Linked DNA regions of Sus scrofa: regions 1 and 3 are each linked to region 2. Evidence: chromatin contacts called from public HiChIP or PLAC-seq data. All regions are on one chromosome and are shown on one strand. Each heading gives the region's core, a stretch centred on a gene start, on an enhancer-like site or on the middle of the called end of the contact. The rest is flanking DNA. Distances are from core to core; before and after follow the strand shown.

Region 1 (4,371 bases), core at 665-3,164, 580 kb before region 2:
CAGAGTAGGCATACTCTTCCAATGCTTATCAACAAACACCCTGGAGAGCAAACATGGTCAATGTGAGAGTCGAGGGCAATTTAAATCCATCCATTCTCCCTCTCCTCCATGCATCAAAATACCCTCTAAGGGCTGTCCATCTTCCAGTTGGATGTATAGGATTAGGGTTAGAGAAATAAAATACCAGTTGCCTCTGGTCATCAGAGTTTGTATTCTAACCCCAAAGCTGTATTCTAGGAAAACCTCCAATCTGCCTACCACTCCTGAGCCCAGCACTGGAGATGACTGATATGTTCTGCCCTTAAAGTAAAGACCTTTAATTCTACATCTGTCCCCTGAGATCGAAAGAGGTAACCTCTAAACAAGGGAAGTCAGCTTGATCATGGGCTGACAACAGTCCTGGAGGCTCTTTGGGGACCTTCCTCTGGTTTCCTGCATGAGTCAAGGCCCTCTTCCAGGACCCCAGTGGGCCACAGGGGGCGTGGACAGAGTTCAGTTAAGAGTCATCAAGATGACCTAGAGATAAACTGTCTATGATGCCAGGTTCTAAGAATTTTCGACTTTTAGTACTGGAAACTAAAGAGGGTACTTTAAGTATTAATAAGCAGCCCTTTTCAATAGGCGCCTCAGTAATAAATACTTCACCTCGGTTCAGAAACTTGAAAAAAAGGAACACCTCAAAAAACTGAACTTTCAAGTCTGGAAGGTGCTTTGCATAGAAGAGTTTCCATAGGATGGCAGTGTTCTCCTCCCCCACCCCAACTCCCCCAGTATCTAAAGCTCTTGATTCTAAAATGGGCAGAGGTAGCCAGGTTTTATCTGATGCTTTCCTGAGGAATAGAGAGCTCAGGATTTCTCCACATAGGTAAAAGGCTGTGTGTGTTTGAGAAGTTAGGGCAACTCTAACCTTCACACCACAAAAGGCTGAAATCTAGAAAGGCCCACAAAATACGAACTGAGATTCGAATTTTAGCAAGAACCTAATGAACCCCACTTCCTAACATTATTGAAAACTGACTATAGCCTTCCCATATGAATAAAACAGGAATAATAAAGTATGAAGAAGGCCAGATGGGAAAGGCAGGGCCCGCCCTCTCGGTAACAGCCTCTCACTACTCAGGTCGTAGAGGATGCCAACCACGGGCCAGACCCACCCGGATCCAAAAGGGCCGTCGGGAGCTCCCCTGAGCTCGCCCGGCCTTGCACTGCTCCGGCCTCCTCCTCGGTCTCGGTCTCCCGGCTCCTAAGGCCTTCACGTGGCTCAAAGTCCACGCCCACCGGGCCCAGTTAGGGCGTCAGGCCCAAGTGGCCTGCACTCTCCGGGGACCAAAGGCCTACAACGGGTGGCAGACTGGATCGCAGGTGGACACCCCAAGGCCCCGGGGCTCCGTGCCGGCAGCGTGGGCCCTCAGACCTCACTAGGACAGGACAGCCGTTCGAGAGGAGCCAATCAGGCCGCCCCGGGCCTGCATGACACAGCACGATCCGGCCCAGGCCCCGACCCAGGCCCAAAGCAAGCCCCGCCTAGGGGGCGCACGGGTGCGCGGCCGGGCCCAGCGGGGTCCGCGGCTCCTCATTCGCCCCCTTCCTCTCCTTCCGTCTCCCTCCTTCCCTGTCTCCACCTCCTAGACGCGCCCACAAGCAGGCCTGGCCGGGCCTACCCAACGCAGGGGATCTCCCAGTGCGCGCACTCGCAGCGGGAGGACGGGGGGCGCGCACACACTCACTCAGCTCCGGAGGCCATGGCGCGCGCTTCTCCCGGCCAACGGCTGTGGCGGCCCGCAGGTAACGGCTACGAAGGGTGGCAGGCGACCGACTCGGCCGGTGCTCGGCTCTCCCGGGCGGAGGGTGAGCGGCAACGACAAACCCGCAGACGGCCTCCCTTTCGCTTCCTCCCAGAGGCACCAGGGCGGTAAGCGGGCGGGGGACGCTAGCGCCTGATCCGCGAGGGGGCAGCGGCAGCGACAACTCAAACGACGGCTGCAGACGCTTTGCGAAGACTGAGGCGAGAAGAGCCGAATCATCGGAAGGAGAGGTGCTCACAACTCAGCCAATCAGCGCCTGCCCTGGGTACTCCCGCCCGCCTCTCCGTGCCTCCTCTCCCCAGCAACCCGCGGACCAGAGCCAATCAGGAAATTCGCTTGCGGCCCGGCTCCCGCCTCAGGGATGCAACACGCCTAGTAACGCCACGTCAATTGGCCGCAACGCTACGCTTCCTCGACGGATTGGGACTCTCGACCAATCAACGAAAGGAATGGGGCCAGATCGACTGGCGAAAGGAGAGCCTTTAACCCTGGGAGGCTGACTCTCCCACTTGGCTCCAGTTCATTGGCTCCTGAGTTTATCCGGCTAGAAGAACCTGGCACAATGGATTGAACCCTTGTATTAGTCTAGTCCTTTTGTAGTGATAACCCACACACCCATTTTCTTCCAAAACCTGAGTATGCACTCTAACCCCTCTCCTTGCTCCTTCAAAACGCTGGCTCCAGCCACCTCTACTCCGGACTCTTTGGCTAGCATTCCAGCTCTTAATCCACTCTTCCCTGTTGTCATTACACCCTCTGGTAATCCTAATCCCACAAGCTTTATAGTTCCGCAGGGCTTGGAGGTATGTGCTCCTTCTTACCATTGGGTATTAATATTAATAGCTATGCAAAGGACACTCAATTCCGAAGAGGAATCAAAAGACAACCACAGGTAGTTCTCTTGTGGCTCCGCAGGTTAAATGACCCACGTTATAACTGCAGGGGCCTGGGTCACTGCAGTGGCAGAGGTTCGATCCCCGGACCAGGAACTTCCGCATGCCTACCATGGGCGAGGCCAAAAAAAAAAAAAAAAGGAAAAAAAAATAGCAACCGCAGAACACAAACAGATTCAATAGAGCCTAAAGCAGAAGAAAAAAAAAAAAAAAACATTGCTGAGACTTGATGACCTTGGACCCAAAATGCCAGCTTGCCCTGACTATATTCAACAGGCAGCTTTGGTGGTATGGTGACTTAATTCATCCTTTACCCTCTAACCATAGAGACACATTTGACTAAGACCATCGAATCCCAAATTTGGATTAGGGAGGGGGTGAGGTGTCATTCTAACAGACTCAGAGGTCTGCTTGTCCCTTCCTTCTAAGAATCACCTTCCAGACCTACCTAACTCCACTCATTCTGTCGCCTCACCTAGGATCCTGGGTTTGCAGGGGTACTCGCCTTTTTGGCAAGAAGGACTAAAGGCACTGATTCCTGAGTAAGGATTCCTGTAGCCCTTTCTCCTGAGGATCATAAGATAGATGATATTGGGAGAGGGCATCTTAGACAACCCGCACTCAGCTGAATCAGCCAGCTGTGAGCCTTCCCACTCAAGTATGTGCAGTAAGCAGACAGAAGATAGATATCAAATTTTATTCAAAACATAAAAAGGTAAACAGGAAAAAAAGGTACTATCAATAAAGTCAGTGCCTTGTTGTTGGAAGAGGGGCTTTTTCTGGAACCAGAACACCAGTAACTAGAACAAATTTTGCAGGACTACCACCAACCTCTCTAATGTCAGACTTATATTGGAATGGTCAGCTCTAGCCACACTCCCCAAGGAGTGTATTAGCAGAAAGCCCTCCTGACAGGTGGCTCACTGAAGCCCAAGATCAGGTTCTTGGAAACATAGCACCTTCAGGTCACAGGTCTAGAGCAGAGATGTCCGAAATTCCTCAAGAAGGGCTTCACGGTCAGGGGGACGGATCCAGTCCAAATAGGTTTCTAGGTACAGGGGGAGAGACCTGAAAGCAAAAACGGTGATGTCTAAGGGAGGATAGGCAGAAAGTTGGGCAGCCATTTCCTCCCTTTCATTCACTACCACTCCCAACAGGCCCAAGGTCTCCAGGACACCAGCTGCCCCTCAGCCTCACCATGTAGCATTCTCTTGTGGCAGGTCAGTTTGGGCTTCTAGCCTCTGCCAGAAAGCAATGGCCTCATCCCTCCGATCCAGCCTCCTTAGAGTCTGAAGCAGGTGAAAGGAAGCGTCTTGATTACCTGTAGCCCACCCCAGAGTACAGAGCCTTAGAACTTGACACAGACTTAAACATTATTTTATTTTATTAGTCTTTTTAGGGCTGCCCCCACGGCAATATGGAGGTTCCCAGGCTGGGGGTTGAATCAGAGCTGTTGCCCCTGGCCTATGCCACAGTCACAGCCACGCCAGATCCGAGCCGAGTCTGCAACCTACACCACAGCTGGAAGCAACGGTATATCCTTAACCCACTGAGCGAGGTCAGGGATCAAACCTGCGTCCTCATGGATGCTAGTTGGGTTCATTAACCACTAAGCCACAACAGGAACTCCTAAACATCCTGATTCTTATCCCTGGGCACTGCCCGCCCAGAAA
Region 2 (4,427 bases), core at 1,223-3,722:
TGGATCAGGCTGGGGGAAGGAGAAGAGGAATTATGTGGATGGTGGCTAAGAGGGGGAATGACGGGGTGAGGTCAGAGGCCAGGTCAGGCTGCAGGAGGCTGGGAAGAGATGGGGCTGTGGTCAGTGGCTACATTAGGCTGGGATGGGGGGAGAGTGAAGGGACACTCGCAGTGTATAAATAAAGATGGGGCTCGAGAGTGATGAGGGGCAGCCAGTGGCTGGGTCAGGCTGGGGAGGGGGTGGTACCGTGGTCAGTGACAGGGTAAGGCTGGGAGTGAAAGGGGGTGTGGTCAGTGGCTTGGCTGGGCGTGGGATCAGCAAGACCCAATTTCCTCTTTGGGTCCCGTTTCCTCTTTTCTGTGTGGGGAGTGGGGGAAGGGGATCTATAAGCAGACCAAGAAATTAAGGAGGCTTGGAATCAGGGAATGGCCCATAGCAGGGACCATGAGGACTTGACAGTTGCGTTGGGCTGGGGGCGGGGCGTTCGGCAGATGACCCGGTGCAGGTGAAGGAGCGGGTGAAAATGGCAGGAGAGAGCTTTAACATGACCGGCAAGCTCAGATGTGGGCGAGATCAAATGCAGGCAGGATGTGTGGATTAAGAGATGGGAAGGGAGGCCGAAGGCAGGCTGAGACAGATGATAAGATGAACACCACGGGAGTGTTAAAGGCAAGCGGAGTATTCTGAAAGTGGGTATGCATGACGGGTTGGGCGTGAACTGCAGGGCCAGGGAGGAGAGTTGCAGAGGAAGGCTTAGCATCTAGGGAGTGAGGGAACGGGGAGGCAGTAGGACTGAACTCTAGAGGATTAAGCCATCCCCTTCTCCCATGGCAAGCTTCCTTGGCCGGCCTTTCCCTTAACTGACCCACCAGGCCCCTCTCCCCTAGATAGTCCCCCATTTACTATGAAGCCTAGCACATCTCCTGGGTCCCTAACACCTTCCCACCTCCTACCTTGTAAATAACATGGTCCAGGAACCCCTGCCCCTCACCTGTGGTGGCCACAGCAAGAGCCTTGGGCTTAGAGAGTACAATGCAGCTGGAATCCCAGATGCCTGCAATTCTAGCTGAAGCTCAGAACCCTACCCTGTAATCAGTTTATCATTTCTCTGCGCCAAAGAAGCCCCCACGGCGACAGAGAAACAAGAGCCCTCCCTGCAAAAAAAAAAAAAAAAAAAAAAAAGAGCACCTGCCAATCTCTTAAATTTTACCTGCCTGAGGTCACCTACCCTGACCTCAGCCTATAACCCCTAAAACTGTCCTTAGTTCCCAACATTAACCCCGATCCCAATTTGTCTCCTGATGCCCAATACTGGCTTTAACATTCAGCTCTTTCCCAGCAGACACTTGAATCCAATCCCTGATCCCTAATTTTGATCTAAATTTTACCTTTAGCACCAAATCCCAACCTTACCCCTAGAGCTTGACCCCTGAACCTAAAGATCATGTGTCACTTGATTCCTGAGTCACTCCTTCCCCGTTTTACCCCTAACACTGGCTATGCCAACGGTCTCTAATGCCTAAAACTGGATCTCGAGCGCCGTTCCTGCTGCTGACCCTTAACCCGACCCTGGACTCTAACTCTGGCTTAGGCTGACCATCCTAGAACACAAAATAATGTCCTTAATCCAAACTTTACCTACCCAAAACGGACCTGACTCACGCTCATAACTCGAAATTTAAACCCCTAAAGCTAACCTTGGCTCCTAAACCCAATACCACCTAATCCCCAACCCACCCAGGGCGCTCCTACCCACATACCCGCCATCAGCCAACCTCAAAGCCGATCCCCGCCCTGCGTCGCACTGCCACCCACTCTTCACCCTCCCCCAAACCTATCCCAGACAGGGGGCTGCTCCCAGCAAGGGAGCAGAAAAGCCTCCCGCAAAAAGGCCTCTTGAACTCCCAGCCCAAGCCGAGAGACACTGGACGCTGACCTCTCCAACAGGACCCGAAACAGGAGACGCAGTCAAGTCAGGGGCCCCGCCCGCCTCCCGGGCCCGGCCTTGCGGCCCCACCCTGAGGCCCCGCTCGCGGCAGACCGGCCTACCTGCGCTGCCCGGCTCTGCGCCCCGCCCGCCGGCCCGCTAACCCGCTCGTTCTCCCGGTGGCTCTCGGGCTCCGGCCTCGCCCTCCCTTCGACACTCTCGGCCACTTCCGTCCGGGAACGTCCCCCGCCCGCGGGCGGCGCCCTGGGCCCGCGCTCTATGGTTGCGGGGACCGCAGGAAGCTGCTCTGGCCCCAGATCTCGATGCTCAGGAGCCGGCCGAAGACCCGCAGCCCCTCCCCGGCAGGAAGCGAGGGTGCGGCGCAATCCCAAGAAGACGCCCGAGCTGGGCCCGAGGTCCCGGTTGCGCGGTAGTCCTTCCTTTTCCTAGCCCGGGGCGAAGGCGGAGGCGGAGGCGGAGGCGGCTCGCCGGAATGCCCGCCCTCGGGGAGTGAGGGGCTGGCAAGGACGTCCCCTCTATTTGCATAGTGCCCGGGACGTGGCGTGCACCAAGGCCACTTCCGCGTCCGGGGAACTCCAAGTCCCGGGATGCCTCAGGGCTCGGTGCGTCACTTGTGTGGTGTTGGAAGTGGCTAAGACTCAGGCTGGGAGGCGGGTCGGGTTTGTGAGCCACCTCCGGCATCCAGGAGGAAAACCCCGCTTGCGGAGCCCATAGGTGTGGCCCACTGACGATCGGTGGGAGTCGTGCGTGGGGTTGGGAGTTGACTCCGGGTGTACTTCTGTGTTTCTGCTCATCCTTTCCGTAGATGTCTCATATGGAGCTGGGGTTGGACTCGGGTGACGATGACTTGCTGGGCTTCCTGTTAGAGGAAAGCGGAGGTCTGGGGGCGGCGCGGGACGAAGCCTTGGAGGCGCCCCTGGATTGGGAGCTACCACTTTCCGAGGTGGGGGGGGGCTCTGAGTCCGGGAGGCCCCGGGCGGGATGGAGGGGTGTCTCTGAGGCAGGGGGTGGTGATCAGTCAAAGTCTGTTAATCTGAACCCTGGGCAGGCATTGAGCGATTGGGACGTAGAGGATTTCCTGAGCTGCCTGTCGAGTCCCCCAGCATCGTTGACCGATTTTAGCCACTCTGACCCCTATCTTGTCCACCATGATCACACCTATTCCCTGTCACAGGAGTATGTCTCCATAGATCTAGGTGAGTCTGATAGAGGTGAAGTTTGGGGGAGGGGAGGGGACTATGGACCTGGCTGTTTATACTTTCCCTCTTGCAGATAATGAGGATTATGAGAAGGAAGGGGCCCAAATGACTTCCCTGCGTGTGGAGGCGCCCGCAGAGCAGGTAACTTGACTTGGTTTACAGGACGATTATTCCCACATTGACCGGGTTGGGGCAGGAGTCCGAATTTCTCTCTGACACCCTCTTGCACCTGTGCTGCCCACCTCTTGGAACCCCAGGAGATTGGTGAGCTGATACTGACGGAGGAGGAGAAGAGGCTTTTGGAGAAGGAGGGGCTTACTCTGCCCGGGACACTTCCTCTCACTAAGGTAAGACTCCCATTCGAGGAGCAAAGACTGGATGCAGGGGTTAAGTCCCTAGTAGGCTGACTCTGTTAATTTTATATCAGTAACTTGAGAAAGGACTGAGGCGAGATGCTGAGTCCAGCTTCGCAGGTAAGGGCTGAGGAACGGGTGCTGTAAAACTTGAGAAAAAGTTAGCATAAAACAAGACACAGAGACATTTATCTTAATTGCGGGTGGGAACTGGGGGACTCAAGGTCTCAGGGACCAAGAGCAGTGCCTCAAGAAACCACACTGCTTTTATTGTGCTCTTTAGGATTACATCAAGTGAGGAGGGGGTTGTAGGTGCAGGACATAGTTCTTTTATTATTTTAAAAGTCACATAGCTGGTAGCTGGTTAAGCTTTTATTCTGACCTTTAGGCATTAACAATCACTAGCATTGAAGAAGCTGGATATTAGCTCTCTGTGCATAGCACCTAGAGAATTATCATTGTGCTTCCACAGACAGCATGCCTATCTGCTGCAACCTGGCATGCCTAGGTTTGTACCTCCTTGCTGATGCATATTCTGCTAACGACCGCTCATAAACCCCCTGGGGCCTTGAGGCGCCTCTTCCTCTTATTTTAACAGGACGTATCATGCTGTGCAAACTGCATGCCTAGACCAACGCATTATGTCCTCATTCAGCTGACCACGTGAATACTTATGCCTTTTGGTCTTTGTTCTTAAGCTTAAATTATTTACTAGCATGGTGACTGTTTTTCAAGCTGGAATATGGGGTTAAGTAAAGCAGGACAAAATGGAATTTTCAGCATAGAAAATAGAAGCAAAGAGGCTAAGAAAAGATTGTAGAAACACGTCTCCTGACAGCGAGAGATTGGCACGTTTGTTGTTTGTAGGAAGCTGTAGTTAATATGCTGGATGCCGGGGCAGATCCTGGTTTTTGTAGGGCTTGTACA
Region 3 (4,408 bases), core at 857-3,356, 660 kb before region 2:
CCTCCCTTTCCTACCTCCATGTCACACTATTCCATTCCCCCGTCACCCCACCTCCCCTCCCTTTCTCATTCCCCTTCATCCCATCTCTTTTGCTACTTACCCCATCTCCCCTCCCTTCTAATCCCTGTTCCTCATTTCCCCTTTCCTTCTCATCTCCTCCACTCTACCTCCCACCGTTTCTCTCCTCCCTCCTCTCCCCATCCACCTCACCCCTCTCCCCTCTCCTCCACTCTCCGTTTCCCCTACCCCATCTTCCCTCCCCTCCCTCCTATCCTTAACCCCCTTACTCTGCCTCCTCTTCATCCTCCTTTTTTTTTTAGAGCTGCACCTGCATATGGAGGTCCCCAGGCTAGGGGTCAAATTGGATCTGTAGCTGCTGGCCTACACCACAGCCACAGCAACACAGGATCCAAGGTGTGTCTGCGACCTACAACACAGCTTATGGCAACACCAGATCCTTAACCCACTGAGCAGGGGCAAGGATCAAACCTGCATCCTCCTGGATACTAGTCGTGTTCGTTACCCCTGAGGCAGGACAGAAACGCCTCCATTGTCCTCTTACCACACTTTCTTCCTTCCTTCACACCCCATACCCCTTTACACCTGGGATCCCCCTTGTGAATACTAGTAAGAAGGCAGGCAGTAGAGGATATGTAGACCTGACCTCAGGATCCTTAGACCTCTTCCCTGCCCTGCTCTGCTGCCTAGGTACTGATGCTCTCCAAATCTGTTTCCAGCCCTATCCAGTTTGCATGACCACATGGGTATCCAATTTCTGAATTGGGAACCCTCAAAGAATGAGAGATATGTGAAAGCTTCTGCCCTGGCCCTTCCTTTGTCCTCAAACCCCCCAAGAACTCCTTCCCCCTCTTCACCCCCAGATTACCCCCTTCCTACCCCCGCTCCCTCTAGCACAGATGGGTCTGGGAGACAGTGACGTGGGCGCTAGGCACCGTGTCTGCTCAAGCGTCGGCTTCCGCTGGCAACCGCCTCCACAGCCCTGCCTGCTCTGAACATCGGGGACACTGGGGCTGAGATTTAATGGGGGTGGGGAAGTACTGAGATGAGAGATTCTGAGGGTGTTAAGAAAGGAGACCATGGAGCTAGGATGAAAGATTAAAAGGGGGCCAGGGTAGGGGAGTTCATGGGAGTAAATAAAGGATTAAGAATAGGGTAAGACAGAGGATGATGAGGGAAGGACAGGAGATCATATGAGGCCAAGATGAGAGGATGATAAAGGGGAGCTAAAACGTGGGAACTCAAAGGAAAAGAAAGATGAAAGATTATAGGGGGAACTTTAATGGGGATTGTGGGGTTTGTTGAGAACGGGCTGCATAAGGGAGCAGGGATGAGGGGATTATACAGAGGATGAAAAGGGGACTCAGGGAAGCATGAAGGTGCTAAACCTGTAAAGAACTACCCAATTACAAAGGAGAGATCAGAAAGGTACTTAAACTCTACACATCTACCAGAGTCTGTTTTGAGATTGTTAGGTCACATCAGGTCAATTCCGGGTCACGGTAATATAAAGCTAAATCAGGTCAGGGCGAGGTCAGTTTACGATTAAATGGAAGATGAGTAAGAAGGTGTGATCTTTTGACTCTGCTCCAGGGACTACACCTCCCAGAGTGCACTATTCTCTCCCCTACCCCCTCACCTCTCCCCCCCCCCAAAAAAAAAGAAAGGAAAGAATGCCCAGAGTCACCACCAAGTGGTGAGCGCAGTTTTCCTTTAAGGCTGCTTTTGACGTTGCACGGGTTCCAGAAGCTTCTCCCGGGATTCGAGCGGTGGCCAGTACGTCCCACCTTCTCCAACCAGAGATTGGACTAAAATAGTTGTCCCCCCGAGTCCGGTCTGAGCCCCAGAGACCAACCAATAAAATCAAAGGGCGCGTGGAGTTGCCGCCCTCTGTTCCTTTCACCAATGAAACGGCGAGATAGTGAAGAGGTGTGGTTGATTGATTGTGGAGTGCACCAATCAGACTCACACCAATCACTGTCCGGAATGTGTGCGCGTGTGGCCGGGTGACAGGGGCGGAGAGTGGGTGGCTATCACAGAGCCACTCGTTGAAAGCTGTCCAATTACAACAGAAGCCAAGCTGAATGACGGGCAGATGGAGCAATGGGCATCGCGAAGGCGGAGCTGTGGGGGCGGGTTCCCGGGCTCGCTGTCTGCCGCCGGCGGGCAGGCGACTCCTGTCCCGAGTGGAGGCGGCGGAGCCGGAGCCGGGTGAGGGGGCAGCGGCTGTCTGACGGACCGCGGTGGCGCCCGCAGCTCCTCACCGGTGAGGGCGCCGAGCCAGGACTCGAGGGTCCCGGGAGCGGGGGCTTCGCGAAGCCAGGGGTCCTGGTGTCGGGGGGTTGGGACACTGAAGGCCCATCGGCTCTTCCGCCGTGGGGGTGTGGGGACTCGGGGTCTGCAAGGTGCTCGATGTCCACGACCCTCGGGGGGCAGCCAGCGTCTGAGCCGAGAGAGGGTCAGGCTGGGTTGCATTGGGTTTCGTGGGGCGGAGGCGTTTCTGAGCCGGCCCTGCCAGCCAGCCCCGGTGACATCACCGACCACCCTCCCCCGCCCCAGCCCCCTCCCCTCTCTTCCCCTCCTCTCCTTGCCGCGCCTTTTGTCCCGGCGGAGCTCTCCCCGCGCCGCCCCGCCCATCAGCGAGGGAGGAGACTCCCTGTCAGTGACTTCATTGAGTAGGTTCTTGGGAATTGGGGTCTGGTCCTCTACGGAGAGAGAAGCGAGAGGAACCCATTGCCTCTTAAGCCCTCACAGACTATCACACCTGTCACAGGTACACACGCTGCCACTTACAAGCACACACTCTTCGCACTGCCAGCCTTACTGTCACACTGCCATACAGCCATTCACAATCAGCCAGACATTGCTGCACCTGAGAGCAGGTGGCCGCTGGACCCTGTCCCTTCACTCGCCACACCTGGGGATCAGGTCCAGCTCCTGCTGCACCGGACAAGCCTTGCTGGGCAAGGGCCTGAGGAGGTGGCTTCCAGAGCTGCAGCTTTCCGAGCAGGCTCCAGTGGAGCGATCCGAGGTGAGGGGCTGGGCTGGGCATGTTTAAGCGCACAGTGCTCTCCTGCCCATCCCCAGCAGCACCCCCACTACAGGCCCGAGGAGCTTTCCGGAGCTTCCCACACTTCTGGGGAGAAGACTTCTTAGCCAGCTTGATGTTTAAAATTCAGCTGGAGCCCTTAAAACTTCGAGCGTGGACGCTGAATGGGTTTGTAAAGTTTCGGTAAGTCCCTCTGGAGAAGGGCACTCATACCCATACCAAGTCAAATTCTCCATGTCGCATTCCTGTCCATTGCCTACCTGCTTCCTCCATCTCATCTTCATCTCATCCCCAGTGACATATAAGAACCCCCTTCTACTCCACCCTTACATTTGAATGAACTGCATGCTTTATCATTCATTTTCTATACCAAACCCTTCAGGCATCCATTTTCCATGAACACCTCCTCTAGTATTTCAACTCTCTACATCTCTCTCTCTTTAAACCCACCGGTACCCTACTTGCCACCTAAGCCAAATATTTCCCTTTGTCATCCCTCATCCCCCTCCATCAGTGCTTCATTTTCTGTATCAACCATTCCCCCTCCCTATATCAGTCACCCTTGCCATTTCTCATTTTTCATTCCTGCTTCTACATTAACATTCTCCATCAAAGGCAGTGCCATGCCATGGGGCTCCTTTGTCACTCCAACACGTGGCTTGTGGGTAGGGGAGGGAGAAAAGGAGGGAGGGAGGAAAGAAGGAGGGAAAAAGCAGTTCTTGAAAGAGCTTGCCCTATGTCTGTGGAGGCAAGAGAATTATAGGTCTAAAACAGCTAGCAGGTGGGTGCCAGGGAGGAAGCTGGCCAGATGAAGAGGTAATGCAGGGACAGCAAGGGGAGGGTGAGGGGACGGCAAGCCGTTCCACTCACTCTCTGCCTAAAAACTGCTACAGTTCTCTGAAGGCACCTCTTGGTGTGCTCGGGTTCCTTCTCAGTTTCCGGGGAAAGAAGGTGTGGGCTGAGGCAGAGATGGCAGACCACCCCCAGCTCACCTCTCAGACGCATTTACTGCTGCTTCCGAAAATGGCTGCCCTCCCCCATATGCTCTTTCTCTGCCTCCCCCAACCCCAGCCTCCCCCACCAGGCATGACATGATGGTAGGGGGGAAAGGGGGAGTATCCGCCCTAATGGAGACTTCTCTTCATCAGAACGAGGTGACTCCCAGAACCATGAGTCAACCCAGCCACCTGCAACAGGCCATGTGGGGGCAGGAACTAGGGCCATTGTCACTGCCTACCTGGGACCTTGAGGTCTGCCCTGACCCACTGAAGCCCTCACTGCTGCCAGAAAACCCTGTATACTTCTCTGAAGCAGAGGCATAAAAGCAGGCCTCAGCTGTGG

What was found. HiChIP or PLAC-seq counts read pairs in DNA pulled down with a chosen protein or histone mark.
Region 1: a contact with region 2 is called in an H3K27ac HiChIP or PLAC-seq map of alveolar macrophages. The contact joins the promoter of VCP here to the promoter of TLN1 in region 2. A contact is called at or near these places in 2 of 47 Hi-C or Micro-C datasets (heart right ventricle and liver) and 2 of 2 datasets of contacts at active chromatin or transcription factors (alveolar macrophages and skeletal muscle).
Region 3: a contact with region 2 is called in an H3K27ac HiChIP or PLAC-seq map of skeletal muscle. The contact joins the promoter of DNAJB5 here to the promoter of TLN1 in region 2. A contact is called at or near these places in 2 of 2 datasets of contacts at active chromatin or transcription factors (alveolar macrophages and skeletal muscle).

The regions. Positions count from the first base shown.
Region 1 is chr1:235,867,692-235,872,062 of Sscrofa11.1, forward strand. It overlaps VCP (valosin containing protein), which reads right to left and starts at 1,915. Exons shown (of 17, transcript NM_214280.1): 1 at 1,728-1,915. The coding sequence starts at 1,744. FANCG (Fanconi anemia group G protein) reads right to left here. Exons shown (of 14, transcript XM_003121983.6): 13 at 3,896-4,019; 14 at 3,382-3,766. The coding sequence ends at 3,673.
Region 2 is chr1:236,448,506-236,452,932 of Sscrofa11.1, forward strand. TLN1 (talin-1) reads right to left here and starts at 2,473. Exons shown (of 57, transcript XM_021065688.1): 1 at 2,050-2,473. CREB3 (cAMP responsive element binding protein 3) reads left to right here and starts at 2,763. Exons shown (of 9, transcript NM_001123220.1): 1 at 2,763-2,891; 2 at 2,997-3,144; 3 at 3,221-3,288; 4 at 3,405-3,494. The coding sequence starts at 2,763.
Region 3 is chr1:235,788,551-235,792,958 of Sscrofa11.1, forward strand. DNAJB5 (dnaJ homolog subfamily B member 5) reads left to right here and starts at 2,107. Exons shown (of 5, transcript XM_005654514.2): 1 at 2,107-2,284; 2 at 3,106-3,250. The coding sequence starts at 2,122. The region is part of intron 1 of LOC100525024 (protein FAM205A-like); the gene reads right to left.